Regions from separate parts of the Muntiacus reevesi genome. Here region 1 is linked to region 2. The links are chromatin contacts, called in public Hi-C maps. All regions are on one chromosome and are shown on one strand. Each heading gives the region's core, a stretch centred on a gene start, on an enhancer-like site or on the middle of the called end of the contact. The rest is flanking DNA. Distances are from core to core; before and after follow the strand shown. Region 1 holds the start of TOMM20 (translocase of outer mitochondrial membrane 20). Region 2 holds the start of GGPS1 (geranylgeranyl diphosphate synthase 1).

The links. Hi-C and Micro-C count contacts between places; a contact is called where the count stands out from the background.
Region 1: a Hi-C map of blood shows a contact between it and region 2, with 1.8 times the contacts expected there. The contact joins the promoter of TOMM20 here to the promoter of GGPS1 in region 2. A contact is called at or near these places in 2 of 3 Hi-C or Micro-C datasets (blood and muscle).

The regions. Positions count from the first base shown.
Region 1 is chr2:86,150,415-86,157,517 of mMunRee1.1, reverse strand. It overlaps TOMM20 (translocase of outer mitochondrial membrane 20), which reads right to left and starts at 1,677. Exons shown (of 5, transcript XM_065922287.1): 1 at 1,422-1,677. The coding sequence starts at 1,542. It overlaps LOC136162253 (small nucleolar RNA SNORA14), which reads right to left and starts at 954; the gene lies at 820-954. It overlaps RBM34 (RNA binding motif protein 34), which reads right to left. Exons shown (of 10, transcript XM_065919832.1): 10 at 6,936-7,103. The coding sequence ends at 6,996.
Region 2 is chr2:85,989,584-85,996,369 of mMunRee1.1, reverse strand. GGPS1 (geranylgeranyl diphosphate synthase 1) reads left to right here and starts at 2,828. Exons shown (of 4, transcript XM_065922270.1): 1 at 2,828-3,024. It overlaps ARID4B (AT-rich interaction domain 4B), which reads right to left and starts at 2,421. Exons shown (of 23, transcript XM_065922285.1): 1 at 2,017-2,421; 2 at 1,152-1,206. The coding sequence starts at 1,157.

The sequences.
Region 1 (7,103 bases), core at 428-2,927, 160 kb before region 2:
ATTCATGGATGATTAAAAAAAAACACGTAAAAATAACAGATTTCTCAATTTGTTCAAAATGACACCTTTTATTATTTCTTCAACCAAAAATTAATTTTCTCAAGGTTTTCAATAACAGGATGCCAACAATTCCAAAGGAAGGGTTAATCCATTCTTTACAGAGATCTACTACCACACCACCACTGCCCAACTATTTCTTGGAAGCTACAGAAAATGATAAAAATTCCAATAATTACATTTACAGCAGTTTATAGGATCGTCTCCATGTCAAGAATGGTGGCGAGCACATCAAACATTTTAATCTTCACAAAACCAACAAGAGGCAATACCTGATTTTGCAAGCTAAGAAAATTAAGACTCAGAAAACCCAAGATCATACTGTTAATCTGTGACTAACTTGGGTCAGGAAACTCAGTGTCTGAATCCAAAGCAGCATTATTTCCATTAGTCTACCTAACCATAAATTAAAAAATCACCTCTATATCCTTTCTTCCTGAGACACAAGAGAGCCAGAATCAGATATCATATTGCAGATGGTGTAAGAGCGGCAGTTTCCAGTAAGGTAGTCCTAGCCACGTGTGACCCAACGACACGTGAAATTCTAATCATTTCTTTGTATTTTTCTGGGCTTTAGTAATTGACCTATACATTCTAGTTTCAGGAACTATTCTGACTGAGCAACCCAGGTAGATTACAAAATTATTTCTTAATGCAACAAATTTTCTCTTCCGTTGCTGCGAACGAGCATAATACCTCCGAAATTCAAAGATCACGGAAGGTTTCGGCGACACGATTTCCTTCTTGTAAATCTCTTTTAAAAGATGTCGCAGGTATGAAATAAGACTGAGCCACAGGAAACGAGCAGCCTTTTGGACGCCCCTGCGATTTCTATAGCATTCACTCATATCTTGGAAGCCTTTACAGTGGAGCTACCAAGAGGGTTTAAGAATGCATGCAACCTCATCGTTTGAGAATGATACTGAGTTGGATTTGCAGGTTCAGTCTAAGCACAAATTCGTAAAAAAAAAAAAAAAAAAAAAAACCCACAACAAAACCCCCAAAAAAACAGCCCCCGACTTTCGAGTTCGGATGAGGTGAAAACAGATAAACAGCAAAAAAGAGCCACAACCCCCTAAATTATAATACAAACGAATCTGCACTTACACGGTACATGTTTAGGGAAAACAAAATGGGAAAAACCGTTCCTCCAAAATGGAGGGACTCGTTCGCTGGCACACGGGCCGGGAGCAACCCTGGGAGCGGCGCCATCACCTTCCTCGGGCGTGTGCGCTCAGGGCCCTAGACCCTGCAGCACCACGCGGCCGCCCAGCACGCGGCGGGTCTGCCGGCGGGAAGCAGGGGACAAGGGCGCCGCGGGAGGCGGGGGGGAGGGAGGCCCAGGGAACCGGAGACCCACTCACGTTCTCGCAGCCTGTTCTTGAAGTTGGGGTCACTTCGTCTCTTGCGGTCGAAATAAATGCAGTAACCGATGAAAAGGGCCCCGCACACGCCGGCGGCGATGGCGCTGTTCCGGCCCACCATCGTCTCTCCACAGAAGAGCCGGGTCGGCTGCGGCGGGGCCCGCAAATAAGCCGTTGACCGCGAAACCTCGGATCCGAGTGCGCGGCTGGGCCCCGACGCCCGCCGCGAGGGACGCGGAAAGGCGGAACATGCGTCACTTCCGGCCCCTGCGCCGAAGCCCCCGGGGATGTCCGCAGCAGTGCCTGAGCGGAGGCCCCCGCGCCGCCTCTGCGCCTGCACAGGTGCTTCAGCTCCCCTGTTCGCGTCGGAGTCGAGATTTTGCGCGAGGTCGCGCACGTCCTTAGGAGCCTTTGAGCTTGACGTAATGAGGGCGGCACGTGGCCGTCGTGCGCACACTCCAAATTGTGTGTAGCTGACTTCCTTGCTTGTGTCAAAGATGGAAGCAAATGCTTCATCTTTTTATGTTATTCAGGCACCCTGTAACTCTTGTTTGAATTCAGTTTCATTTGGTTTTCAAGCTCAGTCACAATCTGTTTTGCAGCAAGGACCATAATCTAGTGATTCGATTTCAAAAGATTGTTATGGTATAGGCTCAAGAATGAAAGAAAATTAAATGGAGCGATCCCTGGAAAAGGATAACGGGTAAGAGACACAATGAAGAAAAAAAAAAAGTTGAGTTGTCAAGTTGTCATGCCCACTGAAGACTTTATGTGTGTAGTTTAAATTTGAAAAGACATAGACGGGATCCTCTGAAACCTTTGGGGTAATAGGAATGTTTATTATAGACTGTAGTGTTCTGACACTTTATGCTAAGGAGATGGTTCATGATGGGGCTACCCTGAAAGACCAGGATTGTGATTAGAGGGTTGGGACTTTGATCTGGGTAGTATCAGCCCTATTTCTGGGGGAAAGAGGGGAAGGAGGCTGGAGAACAACTTCATGGAGTTCAGCTTCATGACCTACATGCTGCTGCTGCTGCTGCTACGTCGCTTCAGTCGTCACCGACTCTGTGCGACCCCATAGACGGCAGCCCACCAGGCTCCTCCGTCCCTGGGATTCTCCAGGCAAGAATACTGGAGCGGGTTGCCATTTCCTTCTCCAAAGCATGAAAGTGAAAAGTGAAAGTGAAGTCGCTCAGTCGTGTCCGACTCTTCGCCACCCCATGGACTGCAGCCTACCAGGATCCTCCGTCAATGGGATTTTCCAGGCAAGAGTACTGGAGTGTATTGCCATTTCCTTCTCCATCATGACCTACATTCAGTTCAGTTCAGTCGCTCAGTCCTGTCCGACTCTTTGCGACCCCATGACCTACATAGGGAAGCCCAAATGAAGGCTCTGGACATGGAAGCATGTGCACTTCCAAGGTTGGCAGTACTCTGTCTACTTAGTAATCAACGTGCCATGTACCTGGAGGGTGAGGTGTTCTGTCTTCTGGGAGGTGTTCAGGGAGGGAACAACAGAAGCTTTGAATTTGGGACTCTCCCATACCTTTCCCTTGTGCACACCTCTCCTCTTTCCCTTTGGCCCGTTTTGGTTTTTTTCTTTTTTGGCTGCACAGCAAGGCTTGTGAAATCTTAGTTCCCTGACCAAAGGTTGAACCCAGGACTTCAGCAGTGGAGGTGCTGAGTCCTAACCACTGGACTACCAGGGAATTCCCTGGCTGCATTTTATTTATATCCTTTTGCTGTAATAAAAACTGTAATCATAAGTATAACATGTTCTTGAGTTCTGTGATTCCTTATGGTGAACCTGAGAGGTAGCAGGAACCTCCAAATTACTGGCTGTGGCGTGGAGACACATCTCCCCCGTATTTGTGGCCGGTGTATTCTCATACAACCATCTTGTAGGGGACTTTCCCCATAGCATGAAGTCTGGGTCACCTCTAGGGTGGATGGTGTCAAGTTATTGCAGGGCACTTATGGAGACATTTAGCTGACATTCCTAACCTGGTCCAAGGGCTTGGGAAAGCCCTTTTGCTTGAGTGATAATGAACCTGTGCCTGCTAAGCCACTTCGGTCATGTCCGACTCTCTGTGACCATGTGAACCTTCCAGGCTCCTCTGTCTGTGGGATTCTCCAGGCAAAGAAAGAGTACTGGACTGAGTTGCCATGCCCTCCCTCCAGGGGATCTTCCCAACCCAGGGATCGAACCTGAGTCTCTTATGCCTCCTGCATTGGCAGGCAGTTTCTTTACCACTTGTGCCACCTGGGAACCTGAGATCCTGTAAGACTGGAAATTTGATCAAAGGTACACATACACTGCCTGGACTGGGGTGAGATGTGAAGGTGCATATGTATCACACCAAAGCAAATGACTGCTATCAGGGGATTGCACACAACAGAAAAAAATCTTTTCCTTATATCATGCACACACACAGATTCTTCCTAGCCTTAACAGTACACCTCTATCAGTTGATAGAGGTATGTCCTGAGTCACAGGTGGAACAGAAAGACTTGTAAGGCCACACAGATGACCTGAGGTCTAGAACTTGACTTGGGGCAATCTGAGATTTGTCCATTACCTTAGGGCACTAAGGAAGGACGATGCTGTTCTGGTATCCCTGTGGGTGCATCACAGAATGCCATGTAAATGGAAGGTCATTGCTATGAGATAAGATAAACCAGGCAACCTGTTGATACAAAGATCAGTTAGTGCAACTCCTGTGCCTCTGAATCTCTCAACCACTAGAGTTTTTCATACTTTTTTTCTTCACTTGTAAAACATCTATAAGCATAGAATCCTCAAACAGAAACAGACTGTAAATCCCTAAGGCATGTTGCTTGTAAGTGGTATCTTTGATGGGTTGTGGGTTGACCTTAGTGGATCATCACCAGTGCTGTGAACAGAATGAAAAGTATCAGAGGGCACCATGGGTGGCAAGGACTGGTACTGTCATGTGAAACTTGTGTGTCAGATAAACATACCTATGTCTGTGCTGATCACAATGAAAAAGTAAAGACTATCACAGATCATAGTCAAAAAAGTGGGAAACCACTGATCTAGTCCAAGCCCCTTATTTTCTCAGTCAAGATATTTAGATAAAGAGGTTGAGGTTTGTCCAAGGTCATGTACATACAGCCAGAGAACTGGATCAAGGATCAGATGTCCCTACACCCTAGTCCAGGGCTCCTTACATGAAAACCTAAAGACCAACACTCTATGTTAAGGACACTAAAATTACATAAATTTATATACACTAAAAAGCATATATAATATACAATAAAATATATACTTTAAAGAAAATACAGTGTAATTAAAGAGGTAAGTATATGTAATCTACAGATAAGGCATCTTTATAGATATTTAACTGAAAATATATGCAGAAATGTTCAAGAGCTATCAAGGGATAAATATTAACTGAACCATACTTATGAAAAACAAACGAACTTCCCTAATGGTCCAGTGGCTAAGACTGCACTCCCAATGCAGGGGGCCCAGGTTCAATCCCTAGTCAGGAAACTAGATCCCACAAGCCACAACTAAGGCCTGGCACAATCAAATAAATAAACATTGAAAAACAAGGTTCAAAGTGCCACAGAAGATCCTAAGCATAAAATATCCAGTCTTTGGATATCTGAAAATGGAACTTTCAGCTTTCCACAGAGCTACATTTTAAAGACCTATTTAGGTTTTCCTTGTGCAATGCCTGAAAGACAAAATTTTCAAAATAATGAGTAATAACTCACTGTCCTCCAATTCCCTTACCCACTTATAAGTAATCAGTTGCATGTATCACAGATGAGCCTGCCTCAGATCAGCTCCCGGGTTCACTCCCACTCCTCCCTCCAGGACACAGCTTCAGCTTGGTAAGTCTTGTGAGCAGGGGCTCCAGCTATATGTCATAAGGGTAAATCTCAACGGAATGCAATGCTATTCTTTCCCCTGCTTGAACTTTACACTTTGTGACTTCAGTACCATACTTTTCCAGGAAATTGTTTCTATGATTTTTTTAAACTTATTTTTTGGTCACACTGTGTGGCATGTAGGATCCTGGTTCCCTGACCAGGGGTCAAAACCTGCGCCCCCAACATTGGAAAGTGGTCTTAACCCCTGGGCCACTGGGTTTTTTTTTTGTTGTTGTTGTTTTTAGTCACTAAAGTAAAGTCTGACTCTTTCCGACCCCGGCTGCAGCACACCAGGCTCCTCTGTCCTCCACTGTCTCCCAGAGTTTGCTCAGATTCATGTCCACTGAGTCAGTGATGCTAACTATCTCATCCTCTGCCACCCCCTTCTCCTCTCGCCTTCTATCTTTCCCAGTATTTGAGTCTTTTCCAATGAGTCAGCTCTTCACATCAGATGGCTTCCAGTTCAGAAAATGAAAAGTGAAAGTGTTAGTCGCTCAGTCATGTCTGACTCTGCAATCTCATGGACTGTAGCCCACCAGGCTTCTCTGTCCATGGGATTCTCCAGGCAAGAATACCAGAATGGGTAGCCATTCCCTTCTCCAGGGGATCTTCCCCACCCACAGATCAAAACCAGGTCTCCCCACTGCAGGCAGATTCTTTACCTTGCCACCAAGGAAGTTCAACAGTCTTTGGGGAGTCCCTAAATATGATTTTTTAAAAATCGTTTCATTCTATTGGGTGACATTAAATATCACAAGTTTTCCTGGGAGAATATTTTTCAAATTAAAAATAGAAGTGGGACTGTCCAGTAGTTAAGAATCCGCCTGCCAATGCAGGGGACACAGGTTTGATCCCTGCTCCAGGATGATCCCACGTGTTGTGGGGCAGCTAATCTCATGCGCCACAATCACTGAGTCCATGCGTCCTTTAGCCTGCGCACCACAACCTGCTTGCTGCAGCCAAAGAAAAGGCAAAGACTCAGTGCAGCCAAAAATAAACAAACTTAAAAAAAAAAATTAGAAAGTAAAAATCTGCCTTAGAGCAAATTTACCAAGGACTGCAATAACCAATCTAATCACCAATTAAGAAATTAGACCTACATTTGATATAAAATTCCTGTTTAGTTATTAGGTTGATGAAATGAAATTAAAACCTAGAACTCCACTTATTGTAAGTGCAAAAGGAAGGAAGAAAAATGACTAGCTATCATATACCAGCCCTCAAAACTTTACTTCTTAGGGATTATCATTTGACCTCAGATCAATCAGTATTCCCACTTTTATTTAGATACTTTGTCTAGGTACAATAAGTATTATGGTTGTTTCATTTTTCTTTAAATTTACTCACTTTTAAATTTAGTCTCATCCCAAGTAATTCTTTAAAATGACAGGTATTGTATATTTGCGACCTATGGTAGAATAATACATAACCACTAAAATTCTAAATGTTCACCCTCCACTTAAAATCATCTCTCATACCATCAGCAGTATTACATGAAGACTGAACTGCTGCATCTGAAAATAGTTGCTTCAAAGGTAGTATTACAACATGAATAACTGAGAAAGTGTCCATCTTTCACATATATAAAAAATTCCGAAACTCAGTACATGGATTTATCACAATTTTATTACCAGTAGTTAGTGAAGGAAGAAAAAAAGCTTCGGGTTGTTACTTCTGCTTTTTCTGTGTCTTAGTTTGTCTACTTTTCTTCTGTCCTTTTTTTTTCTTCTTCATGAGAACAGCTTTTTCTCCAATAAACAAGCCTTTAGAATTTTG
Region 2 (6,786 bases), core at 1,579-4,078:
TCAAAAAGAAAAAAAAACCTAAAAAAAAATAACTGGACTGAATTTAACTACTTTGTATAACTGATAAATATTTAAGTAGTCATGGCTTTCACTTTCTACCATGAACAAGTACTGCAAATCTTAATTTGGATGCAATACTATAAAAGTGGTCCTGATTCTGAAGAGAATTAAAATTTTAAAAACATAATTCAAAGGACTGTCAAAAGTAGATGTCATTTACATTTTAACATACTAACTGTTGCATGTCTATCCTTGTGAAAACCCTCTACTCTTTTCAAGCTCTTCTGAATTTGTAATGGATGAAAAATACCTGCAAGTCTCTAAGTTCCACCAGTTGAATCTGAACATTTCAGATATCTAAGGCTTTTCATCCTAAAGTGCGTTAAAAAATATGACAGCATTCAATCACATATTCTCTAAAGTGAAAAAACAATCTGTACTAAGTTTATGACTATAATTTCTTCAACCATTTAAGCAAACTGTACTCTTTTAGACAATATCCTCCATTCAGTTAACATGTTTACATTTAAAAAGAACCTGGCCATGGGTTTTATCACAATGCAATACAGCATCTGATAATTTATAGACCTAATGGATCAGCAGAGGAAAACACACCATATAATCCTAAATCCCCGGAAATACAAGGAAAAACTGCTATCTCTGAATTATGTAAAGATCACCAACATTCTCTTCAAAAAATCTTTCAATTAAGATATTTGACTTCCCAAAGCAAGGAGGTCTTCTGTTAAAAATTCACAATACTGTTCACACAATAAATGAGATGCTCTTTCATCAGTGTAACCGATAGAACCACAATACAGTTCAGTTCCTAGAGTCAGATTACTTGACCTGCTTTTTAAAACACTTAAATTCACGCAGCTATTTCTCTCATTCCCCGCAAAAAGAGAGGTTCTACAAGGGAAAAATCATCCTCAGCGAGATATCCTATAACCGGCTCCGACTCCACAGAAAAGCCCACCGATAACCACACCAGCTGACCCTCGTCGTCTCCAGGGACGAGCTTGGGCCCCAAGCCACCACACACACCTTCCTCGTGAAAACTCGGAGGGGCCCCCTACCCCAACTCGATCAAAGCCCCCACTTCCTAGATTCTCTAGCCCCCGAGGCTCGTCTTCTGGAGGTGATCTTACCTTCATGATGATCCTGGGGCCGCGAACTCCCCGAAAATACCAGATTCACCTGCACCTGGAGAAGAAACAAAAGACACCCCGTCAACATCACGGGCACCCCTCTGCACTGGCGGAGGCGGAGGGACTCCAGCGAAGCCTGCACGCCGAAAAGGGACTCAAGGAGGCGTCAGCCCCCAAACCACCAAACGCCGATCCAGGGTCCCCTCTGGCTCCGCCATCCCCGCAAACCCTGCCACCTACACAGCTCGACAGCTTCCCGTCCCCATTGTCGGGACCCGACGGAGTTTCCCGTCTCCGACAATGACGCCATTTCTGTCAGAGAAGAAACTCACAACAAGCCTGGGGGCCGGCCGCCCTCCTGCCCGAGGGCCTCCGCGCCGTTCCGGCAGCTCCCCCTCGAAAGGGCCGCGCACCCCAAGTCCAAGCGGGCGCGAGCCGGGCCTGGGGGAGCACAGCAGGGGCGACGGACGGGCCGGGAGGTCCGGAGGGCCGCGAGCTGCACCGACCCGCCGCAGAGCCTCAGCTCACGTCCCGCTCCGAGACGGACACCCGACAAGTGGGAGCGGGATCCGAGGGGACGGCGAGAGCGCCGAGGGGCCAGGAGGCGACAGAACTCCCCCACCGACCCGGGCCCCCCACCGCGGCCGAGGGACGCTAAAGCGCTGAGTGTGCGGCCGCCAGGCTGGGGGGCGACTCGGACTCGGCAACTGCGGGGGGCGGGGGGAGCTCCACGGAGGCCGAGGCCCCGAATTTCGGTGCCCGGGGAGACCACCAGGGCGACCTTCCCCCGGCTCCTCGGTCGGGCCCAGTGACTCCCTTAAAGACCCCGTTACGAGACCGCGAAAGCCTCAGAAAATGTCCCTACCTTCCTCGGAGGCGAGCTCCGACCCCGGCACGTCCAGAGTCCCCTCCCCTGCTCCCCCCCAAAACCAGCAGGCCCGGGGGAGAGATGGGGGAAGAAGGGCGGCGGGTCCAGCGGTTGCTGAGGCTGAAGCTCCGGCTCCTCCTCCTCCCGCGGCGGCGACTGGTACCTTTGTTTGGCGGCCGCTCGGGCTCCCTCGCTGGGGGGAGGGGGGACGACGAAAAATCTCTCCCGGACTGGAGGTCTGGGCCCCCAGTCGCGCTGCCCTCCAGAGGACGGCGGCGTCAGACGCTCTGCGGCTCCCTCCGAGCAAAAGTCCAAGCGGTGGCCGTGGCAGCGGCAAGCTTAAGCTGAAGAGTCTCCCTCCGCTCCGGCGCCCGAGCTCCTCACTCCGGACTCGACTGACGGGCAAACATCGCTTCCCCCCCCACCCCAAGTCCCCCCCCTTCCCTCCTTTCTCCCCTCCCCTAGACTTTTTTCCCCCTCCCCTACCTCTTTCCCGGATGGCTACTTAGTCGACCTCGGATTGGTTAGGCTTCTTTAGAACCCGCCTGTACCCTGTTCCTATTGGTCCCCGCGATACAAACAACGACGCCATTTTCCCACCAGTTCTATGGAAACAGAAAGTTACGCCTCAAAGCTCCCCGGGAAATGTAGTCCACCCTTTCGGGCCAATGCGCGAGGCCTCCCCCGCAGAGAACTGCAAGACCCGCAATGCCCCGCGCCTCCGTGAAACGGGCGGGGGAAAACGAAAGGGGGCGGAGCAACAAAGCAGAGGGGAGGTGGCAACGACGCCTGCGCAGTGTGACCGGGATGGCGCATTTTATTGCACCGAGTAATGCGGTGTCGCCGGTGGCCGAGGAGGGCGGAGAGTTCTGCGATGAAATAGGGGGAAGTATTCATGTAGGCATCGGAGGGATCCTTACTCTGAACTATAAGGTGGGAAGCTGATACTGGGTACAGCTTACTCCCGGACCCGCGGCGTGAAAGTTGTGATATCATCCTCGAACTGTGAGTGGCTGTGGTGGCGGCTGGGGGGGAACCCGGATGGGGAGGTGGGTGGGGGAGGCTGGGAGGCGGAGCTGAGACGGAAGAAAGAAAGGAGGGTGAGGACCCGGATGCTGAACCGGATTGTGTATGAATTTTCCATCCTTTGGCTGGAGAAGGGGAGGAGCCGCAAGGGACCCAGCAGAACGGAAGGGGCCCTGTGGGCGGAGAGGAAGCAGGCACCTCACCGACCCTGTGCTAGGGGAGTCGACGTCTGAAGCTCTTCTGCCAAGCCTGTGTTAAAAGTCTGACTCGAAGTTATTTAAATTCCCTCCCTGTATCTCTCCGGCAGTTTTCTTCAGACCCATCCATCATCTCCCGGAGTTTGGACGGATGCGCTCTGCGCTCCGCAGCCGCCCTTATATTTGTATGTCGATTTGGCAATACTGAAACCAGATCCTTCCCTTTAAAGAAAAAAAAAAAACACTTTGCATATTTTCACTTTTCAGTGCGGGAGTGTGCCTTGAGTTTAACCTTTAACGCGTTGGAAGGCACTTGCCGTTGGTTCCGTCGTTCATTTCACATATTTGAGCGCCTACCATGTGAAAAAACTGGTATGGCCCCTGCCTGCCTGAATCGGAGCATAAGACAGAAGCATTAACTAGGATGGACACACACGTCAGTGTGAAATTGCAACAGGTGTGATTGCTACGAAAGAGAGTGTCACGGTGATATGAGAATTGGAAATACGGAATTTGCTTTAAGGAGATGAGGGAAGGCTTTCCCGAGCCAGTGAAGATCGAGCTGAGAGCAGAAGGTTTACCAGGACTTAACTAAGGAAAGAACATTCCAGACAGAAACGGTATCATGTGGGAAAACCTTGTGCCAGCGGGGAGCTTTTTAAAATATGAAGAACTGAGGCTGAAGAGCTGGGGGTTTGACTGTCCGAACGTGATACGCTTTGTTAGGGAGTTTTGTTCTTGTTTAAGAGCCGTGGGATAACGTCTAAGGTTCCCAATCGGAGGGGAGATAGGACCAGATTTGAATTTAGAAAAGGTCACAGGGTGAAGAGTAGAGGACTAGATGAGAGGGACAGGTACCAGGAAGTCCAGCCTGGGGGTTATTGTCTCCAGGGAGAAGAGAATTTGATTTTGTGTTAATTAATATTCATCATATAATTGTTTGAACAAATTTAAGGCAACTTCCCAGTTTTGAAAATGAGTAGTTTTGGACTCTGAACAGAGGCATTCTGTGGTGGTTGTTCACTCTGAAAGTAAGTTAGGCACAAGATTGTAATGAACTATACATCAATAAAATATTTTAAAAATTAGTCGAGTTCTTGTAACACAGTAATGCCTCTTTATATTCAGGTCTCCTATGTGACAGCTAAAATTTCTAGGTGTGATAAATTGCAGTCTTTTGGGTAAAGAAAAAGGTCAGTCAGAGTATTGCCACTGTAATAAGTATTGCCACAGGGTTGTAGTGTAGCAACAGTTAAACTACACAAGACAAGAAACAGACTGGTTTTCAGGACCTAGAAAAATTGAGGCTTCTATGTTTTCCCACTGTTGAGAATACTTTCAAATAAACGTTTTTTGGGAAAATTGAAGTCGCTCAGTCATGTCTGACTCTTTGCAACCGCATGGACTGTAGCCTATCAGGTTCCTCCGTCCATGGGATTTTCCAGGCAAGAACACTGGAGTGGGTTGCCATTTCCTTCTCCAGGAGATCTTCCCAAACCCAGGGATTGAACCCGGGTCTCCCACATTGTAGGCAGATGCTTTACCGGCTGAGCCACCAGGGAAGGAACATTAATTGACTTATTTGTTTGGTGAGTATTCTTAAACTTTCTTGAATGATCAAAGGAAGGATTTTTTTTTTAATTCATAACTGATATTTTAAGTTGAAAAAACATCAACCCAAAACCCACAGAATTGAAACAGATTAGCTCTGATATCTATCCAGCAGTGTATAGTTGCTACTAAACTAGACAGAAACAAAACAGAATTATTCAAAGTTGGTCTTACAGGTTTTTTTTTCCTTTTGGCCACACCGCATGACATGTGGGATTTTAGTTCCCCAACCAGAAATCCAAACCCTATCCCCTGCATTGGAAGTATGGTTTCTTAACTACTGGACCACCAGGGAAGTCCATGTTGATTTTTAAATTATGTGTTCTGGAGGCTGCAAAAAAGATAAACAGAATTTTTGTTTTCAACCTAGTTGAGAAGAGATGGCTACTAATTGGTTTAAATAAAGTTAAAATTGGTTTAAATAAAATATATATATGTGGTACATTTTTAAAATTCTACTTTTAATTCTGTTCAGTAATCTTTTACCTAAGTGATTACTCTTCCTGCATATCATCTTCTTTTTTAATCTCTTAAGAATAGGATAATCTTTGTCAGACTTTAAACAGTATAGGTGTTATTAGATTACTTCCAGGTGACACAGGGGTAAAGAATCAGCCTGCCAATGCAGGAAACGCAGGAGACAGGGTCAGACCCTGGGTAGGCAAGATCCCCTGGAGAAAGAAATGGCAACCCACTCCAGGATTCCTGCATGGAAAATTCCGTGGACTGGCGGGCTGCAGTCGGTGGGGTCACAAAGAATCAGACATGACTTAGCACACATCAGGTTACCAAAGTGGTATTTGGATTATTTTGAAGTATTTTCTGAACTTTTTTTACCTTGGGACATACTTAATATTAATTGTTGTTCAAAGCAGATGTAGCAGTTTTCTGTGTGGAAGTTTTCTCTTTTGGATTCATATTGCTAAAAGGATTTCCTTTGAGAAGTGCAGATTTTTATGATCATTTCATCTAGATATTCATGAGTAGACTACAGAAAACACATCTTTCAATCCTTTAGCATGATCCTTGGGACCAAATCATTGTCCCAAGAAACGAAAGTAGACAAAGGTGAGAAACCTTCTAAAATGTCCAGATTGAAAATGAAGACTTCGGGACTTCCCTGGTGGTCCAGTGGCTAAGACTCTGCATGCCCAGCACAGGAGGCCTGGGGTTTGATCCCTGGTCAGGGAACTAGATCCCACAGGCCATGAGTAAAGATCCAATGTGCTACAACTAAAGCCAAATAAATAAATAAATATTTAAAAATAAATAAATAAAAATGAAGACTTCCCCGCGACCACCCCCCCAAAGAAAAGAAACAGAAAAAAACAAAAACAGAAATGAAAATTCCTAATAAGAGGACAAAAGTAGCAATAGATATTTACAAAGAGATAGTGGAGATTGAACAGTAAAGGAGGATTCCAGTAAAACTGTGAGTGCATTTTTAGGAAATATTGAAGTAAATATAAAATTCAGAATATTAAGTCTCCTCCGGGGAATATTTTTAAAATAATTGCACTCAAGGGACTTCCCTGGCGGTACGTGGATAAGAATCTGCCCACCAGTGCAGGGGACACTGATTCCATCCCTGGTCCAAGATCACACATGCTAGAGGGCAACAGCCCATGCACCACAACTAAACCCACATGCCCTGGGGCCTGTGCTCCACAACAAGAGAAGCCCCCACAGTGAGAAGCCATGTACGCAAGGAAGAGTATCCCCCACTTGCCACAACTAGAGAAAGTCAAGACAGCGAAGACCCAGCACAGTCAAAATTAGTAAATTAACTAATTTTTTAAAAAAAGACTCCTTTTGTAATTGCGCTCATTAGTGCATGTCTTAATCAGAGTGTCTAAAATGGATTGTGAAGAAAATCCATAAAAGAATTTTCTCCTTATATTCTCCTTACGTTTTAAATATAATGTGACCCTTG